Regions from separate parts of the Pan troglodytes genome. Here region 1 is linked to region 2. Evidence: chromatin contacts called from public Hi-C data. All regions are on one chromosome and are shown on one strand. Each heading gives the region's core, a stretch centred on a gene start, on an enhancer-like site or on the middle of the called end of the contact. The rest is flanking DNA. Distances are from core to core; before and after follow the strand shown. Region 1 overlaps CAMKMT (calmodulin-lysine N-methyltransferase). Region 2 holds the start of SIX3 (SIX homeobox 3).

What was found. A called contact is a pair of places that touch in the nucleus more often than the background predicts.
Region 1: a contact with region 2 is called in a Hi-C map of stem cell-derived neural progenitor cells, with 1.8 times the contacts expected there. The contact joins the enhancer-like site here to the promoter of SIX3 in region 2. A contact is called at or near these places in 1 of 7 Hi-C or Micro-C datasets (stem cell-derived neural progenitor cells) and 1 of 1 other capture datasets (stem cell-derived neural stem cells).

The regions. Positions count from the first base shown.
Region 1 is chr12:78,006,645-78,009,726 of NHGRI_mPanTro3-v2.0_pri, forward strand. CAMKMT (calmodulin-lysine N-methyltransferase) reads right to left here. Exons shown (of 11, transcript XM_001145471.8): 5 at 1,788-1,842; 6 at 665-728. Among named protein-coding and RNA genes, the nearest start is that of SIX3, 240 kb to the left of the region's middle. Within about 2 kb of position 1,262, at least 7 of the 24 cell types and tissues checked have an H3K27ac peak or open chromatin away from gene starts, as enhancers often do. A contact at or near this core is called in stem cell-derived neural progenitor cells, where this site is marked.
Region 2 is chr12:77,770,045-77,773,079 of NHGRI_mPanTro3-v2.0_pri, forward strand. SIX3 (SIX homeobox 3) reads right to left here and starts at 1,530. Exons shown (of 2, transcript XM_016948454.3): 1 at 594-1,530. The coding sequence starts at 1,396.

The sequences.
Region 1 (3,082 bases), core at 12-2,511, 240 kb after region 2:
GAACAAATCAGCTCGACTGCTAAAATAGCTACATTTATGCTTGCTTTCTTAGTTAAAGTACAGTTCAATTTTCATGAACTCTGTGTACATATTAGTAAAGCATAATCTAATGGAGTTTGAACTGTAATAGCATAGCGGAAAAATAGAGATAGCTTGTATAATCCTAAATAAAATCCTAAATAAAAGGAAATAATGAAGAACTGACAGCTGTTCCAGTGGGGGAATATAGGTACCCTCAGCAATTAGAGCAGGCACAATATTACACAGTACATACAATATCAAGTGCATAAATGTAATAACAAACATGAAGCTGGAAGTTAATATTTGCCAGCAATATCCAAATACAATAAATACCAAATAATTTATTTTACACTGGCAAATTCCAATGGAAATAAAAGAACAAGAATGCTTGAAAATTATTATGAAACAAATTTTGTAGGGTCCTTTCATGAGAGATGTCTATAAAAATCTATGGAAAGAAAAAAACCCACGGAGTTGTATGCAAGGAATTCATATATTTCTACTTTTTCTTAATTACTTATCATGTATGTAGGGGGGAAACTCTCTTTTAATACCCCATGCTGTCTTTCTTTATATCAATTGTTACTCAGCCGGGAAAAAGGAATGAGCACAACAAACCCGTTTTCTATCTGAATAAGGATACTTCTGATGGCCTTTTCATTCCCATCAGTTAACAGAACTTCTTTGACATCTGCAGAAATAGCAACCTGAAAAAAAAAAGGGAGCACAGCAAACAATGAGCAAATATGCTTGTCTGTGTGGAAGTGAAGACAGGAGTGACAAGCCTTCAGTATCATGCTTCCTCACCTATTTCTCTGTAACAATCTTCAATCTTTTTTCATTTTATGTCTGCATTATTTTAATCATTCAATCAAATCAGTCAATACTTTTATCATTCCATTTGCGGGAGCCTCTATCTTGCTATCATTCTGTTCGGTAATTGCATTGTGACAGCGGATGATGGTATTCTGAGAGGCTTTCATTTGTGGGCTTCTGTTTATCTAGTAGAGCCATCATACAAGGCTGTCACTCTGCCTTTCAGCTTGCTTCTGTCTGACTGCCTGATGCCCTTCATATAACTTTGCATTGCAGGCAGATGGCTTTGTGAGGGTAATTTTTTTGTGAGCTTTGACATGCTCGCACATTGGGCTGTAACCTCGACACATTGTATAAGAGCGACAGGTTTGTCAAATGCCAATCAGTGTAACAATATGCTTTTATTTGTAGAGACATAAAAACTTGTCTAATGCACTGTGCTGCTACATAATATCTCCTGAATACATGACTCAGAACCCAGAGAATGGGGAACGACGTTCCTGAATGGCCAATCTAATTCAAAAGAATCTAATTACTGAGCGCTCTGGATCATGTTTGTTGGTGTAATAATGCAGGCAAAACATTAGCAGCTATATCATGGTGCTCCAACTGTGATTCGCCGGGCTATTCCTGTATCTTAGCAAATGGGACTATAATCTGAAAAAAAAAAAAAAAAATGCTTTCGCTATGGCAAAGAAAGACTGTGCGAGGCCTGGAATGTCACAACAAGCAATATTGACTACACTGAGGTAAAATGTTTCTGCTCATCGAGGCAACCATAAAATCAATATGATCCGAAAGTTAAGTCAATCTAGAAGGTCTCTCAAGACCCGGCAGCTTGACCGCAGCTGATGCTGTTGACGGTTCTCTGACCCAGCAGTTGGAGGCCCTGGAACATTTTTCCTTTTGTTCCTCCCTCTGAATGGGATTGGAATGGAGAAAAGACCTACCATGAGCCCAGCCAAGCATGTCATGCCACCCCCTAGCTCACACACAGCAAGGGCCCTGAAAGAGAGAAAAGAAATGGTAGAACCCATACAAATTAGATGAAAATGGTCAGAGAGAGATATATGTTACAAGAACAAATTGCCATCTGCAGTAAGAACGGCGCTACCAGGAAGTTGTAGAGACATGACTAGGCTACCTCATGTCGTTTTGCGTTTTAAAAATAATTATGAAATAGAAAAGTCACAAAGCAGGCAAATCAGTGGGGGTTCCCTCATTAGTGTTCACTGCAACATTACCACCGCTGAGCTGAAAAATCTGAGAAGGTTCCCTTTTTTTCCGTTGTCAATGGCGCTGTCTTTTAGAACTAAACTAGCTAGAGTAGCGAAAGAGAATTGTTAGGAAAGGATAACACTGTTAATCCACATTCATTCCTTCAAAAACAGTTAGACAAGTAAATGAAGAATATATATGAGTGTGTATATACCTATATTATAGTTACATACAAACAACACACACAAAATAAATAGATGCAATCCTGAATTAAAAAAAAAAAATTCTTAAACAAACTGAAACATTTTGGAAAGCTGAACAGTCCCCATAAAGAACAATTACACAAAGAGCATTTAGCAATTAACACTTAAATCACAATTGACCCCAACACAACACAGTGAATAAACAATGCAGGGACATAATATGGTTAAGCCAGCAAACCCAGGCTAAAGTAATGACTGGGCTCTGACTTCACAGCTCAAAAGTAAAGCAGCTCAGAGTTAAAGCTGACAGTCTAGGGTGGCACTCTGCACTTACCTTCCCCTTTGTGCCTAAATATCAGCCCTTAACGTGTGACATTCTCGCCCTGGCCCACTGCTCGCTGATTGGAGCTCCAGTCAAGCTTAAGCACAGCGAGATGAGCAAATGCCAGACTTCCAGGGCAGCTCTGCAGCCCACATTCAAAATTGCCCTGTTCTTATTTATATGCTTAGACTCTTAGGATTGTTTCCTCTTCCCAGTTTGGGAAGTTTATTACCTCAAGAGGAGAAAAAAAGCAAAATTAAAAGGGAGGGAGAGGTGGGAAGAGGGGGAAAGGGAGGAGAAGAAGCCAAGCAAGGACATTAATATTTCAAAACACACTTAATGAGTGTTTGGTTGTTTAAAGCAATTAAAGACTGGTTGGTAAATATGGACCCATAGAGCTTAAAAAAATACATATTATTGACCCAATCTTGTAAGTACATACGGTTAAAACACACGCTATGATCACTAGTGGCTTATCTGCTATCATAATGAGCTATTCAGG
Region 2 (3,035 bases), core at 280-2,779:
GCACACGCGCGTGCACACACACACGCACACGCACACGCTAGGCCTCTCCACTCCCAGCCCGGCTCTCCTGCTCCCAGTCAGGCAACGTGCAGCGTTGCGGGGAAACAGGCCCGCTGCGCAGTGGCCTCCGGCCTTTTCCCCTTGTGGTAGGGACCCAGGTTCACTTTCCTCTCTCTGACGCTAGTGGATTTCTCTCGGGGTTTTGCAATGCACAGAAATAAGAACCAGACGGCAAAGAGTGCTTTCCTTCCCTCCCTGTCTCTAGGCTCCAGAGGATCGCCGAGCTGGCGGCAGGGCTGAGGAGGCAGGCACGGGTGCAGCGCAGGGCTAAGTCTCCCAGGGGCTGCGGGAACTCGGGTCGCAAGCAGACACTCTCTGCCCTGACGAAAGCCCCTCTTGGTCAAAGCAATCAATACACCCACAGCCAGTCCGCCCCCTCTTCCGCGCGCCCCGGACAAGCGGAAACTTTCTCCGACTGGCCAGGAGTCACGGCTTCCCTGGCTCTCAGCGGCCGCTCCGCTAGCCCCATCTCAACCCCTCTCCCCTTCCCAGGCCTCTGAGGCTGTAGCCAGGCCGCGGGCCCCGCCACTAACCTGTTCTTGGCCGCCGCGGCGCGGTCGCGCTGCCGCCGGTTCTTAAACCAGTTGCCTACTTGTGTGGGAGTGAGGCCGGTGGCCTGCGCCAGTTCGCGTTTCTTGCTGGGGTTGGGGTAGGGGTCCTGCAGGTACCACTCCCGCAACAGGCTCCGAGTCCGCTCCTTGAAGCAGTGCGTCTTCTGCTCGCCGTCCCAGATGGTGCGTGGCAGCGGGAACTTCTTGCGCACGCGGTACTTGTCCACCGGGCCGAGTGGGCGGCCGCGCAGCTTCTCGGCCTCCTGGTAGTGCGCCTCGAGCCACATGGCCTGCAGCTTGCCGTGAGACTCCTTGGTGAACTTGTGGTTCTCAAGGATGTGGTAGAGGTCGCGGAAGTTGCCCGTGTGGAAGGCGACCACGGCGCGCGCGCGCAGGATCGACTCGTGTTTGTTGATGGCCTCGCACGCCCCGGGGGCCACGGGCAGCGACCAGAGGAAGCGGCCCAGCCGCTCGATGTCGCCCGTCTCCTCCAGCGTCTCACAGACGCTGGCCACCTGCTCCGGCGAGAAGTTGAGGGTGGGCAGCTGGAACATGGACAACTCTTCCGGGGGGGCCCTGGAGCCGCCGCCGCCGCCGCCTGCTCCGCCAGCACCGCCGCCTCCCGCACCGTTCCCGCCGCCGCTGCCGCCTCCCGCGTCGCCGCCGCCTCCCGCACCGTTCCCGCCGCCGCTACTCGCCAGAAGTATGGAGCGGTGGTGAGAATCGGCGAAGTTTGGCAACAAGAAGTGGGAGGAATAGAGGTCTAGGGGGGAGCGGAATACCATGGACTGACCTGAGAGGAGAGGAGAAAATTCAGGGAGAGGAAGAGAGAGGGGAGGAAGAGGAGGAGAGGGGCGATGAGGACCAGGAGGAGGGAGAGGAGAGGGGGGAGGAGGAGAAGGAAAGGAGGGGGGAGCAGGAGGAGGAGGGGGAGGAGGAAGGGCGTAAGGGACACCCACACCCCACACACATCCACACACACACACACCCGCGCAGCCACATAGAGAGGGAGGTAGGAGAGCGGCCCGGTGCGCGCGCGCAGAGAGAGAACCCGAGACAGAGAGGGAGAGGGAGAGAGGAGAGGGAGAGCCAACCACCGCCGAGTCAAGATTCAGCGATTCCACCGCAATCGCCCTAATGACAACAGCCTCATAATATCTCCCCTAAATCCACAGTGAGTGCAGCATTGAAACATTTTGTTTCGCTTTTCTATTGGTCTGTGGCCTGTCGTTGTGGCGTTGCCACGGCAACCACTGCCAATCACTGTCAGCCCTGCCAATCAATACCGAGAACGTAAGGACGGTTTTACCACTTAGCCAGAGGGCGGGGGGAGGGGGAGAGCAGGGAAGGAGGGAGAAGTGGGGGAATAAAGAGAATTTTTTTTATCTTTGCAACTCTTAATCTCGCTACTTCCCCCTCCTCTCTTCTCTCTTCTCCCTCTCTCTCCTCTTTTCTCTACCGCTGTCTCTGAGCCTTCTTCTTCCCTTTTTCCTAAAGAAGTTGATCCAGAAATTCGAAAAGCCCTGGGCAGAGTTGTTGAATGGGATGTGCAATTAGAGCGGGGATTTTGTTGGGAGGCAAGAGGGTCCCCCAGGCTCCACATAGTCCAGGTCGGCAGGCAAGGAAAGACGGCTGACCAGCCCAGCGGGCGCGGTTTGCACATGGTGTGCACGTCGGGCCGCCTCTTTCTGCCTATGTAAGCACTAATAGTGGCAAGGAAGAAAGGAGAGATGAGATCATGGGGCCCACCAAGCACCGACCTTGGCCCAGCGGGCCGTGGCGCCAGCCAGGGATCCCGGATTCCGAGGGTATCTGGCGCCAGGGAGCCTGAGCCCAATTCCCAGGGTGCTGGAGGCCGCTCTTGCCTCCCCCATCGATGCCCATGGACCACATTCACCTCAACTCCCTCTTCATCAATTAGGCTTCTCTTTACTCCCCCCCCCCCGGCCAAGGAGCCTCGATTTCCCCCACCACCCTGTATTTTAAAATAACAGTCCAAACAGTACACTTCTTTCCATCTTAAGAAGCAACTCAACTCTTTGTTTCTTCCCAGAATTCAGCTGCCTCTCTGAGGAGTGGTGGAGGAGCTGCGAGAGCCGAGAAGCCCAAGAGCCCTCTGGACCCAGAAAAGTCCCACAGATGCCCACTCCTCACCACACAACAGAAGGAGCTCTGGTCCTGCCTGCCAGCCCCAGAGGGCACTCAAACTTTGGAGGCCAGCCACCCGGATGAAGTGAATAAGGCCTGAAAATTGCTTGTTTGCTCGTATTGTAAAATAATAATAATTACCATTATTATTTTTAAACTGTCTAATTTCTCTAGGGAAAGTAACATCGAAAGCCTAAAACAGACGCCAAAAGGCCCATAGAACACAGAGGGCCCTCTCTGCCTCTGGCCACCACAGCCCCTAGGCCAGGCATGGGT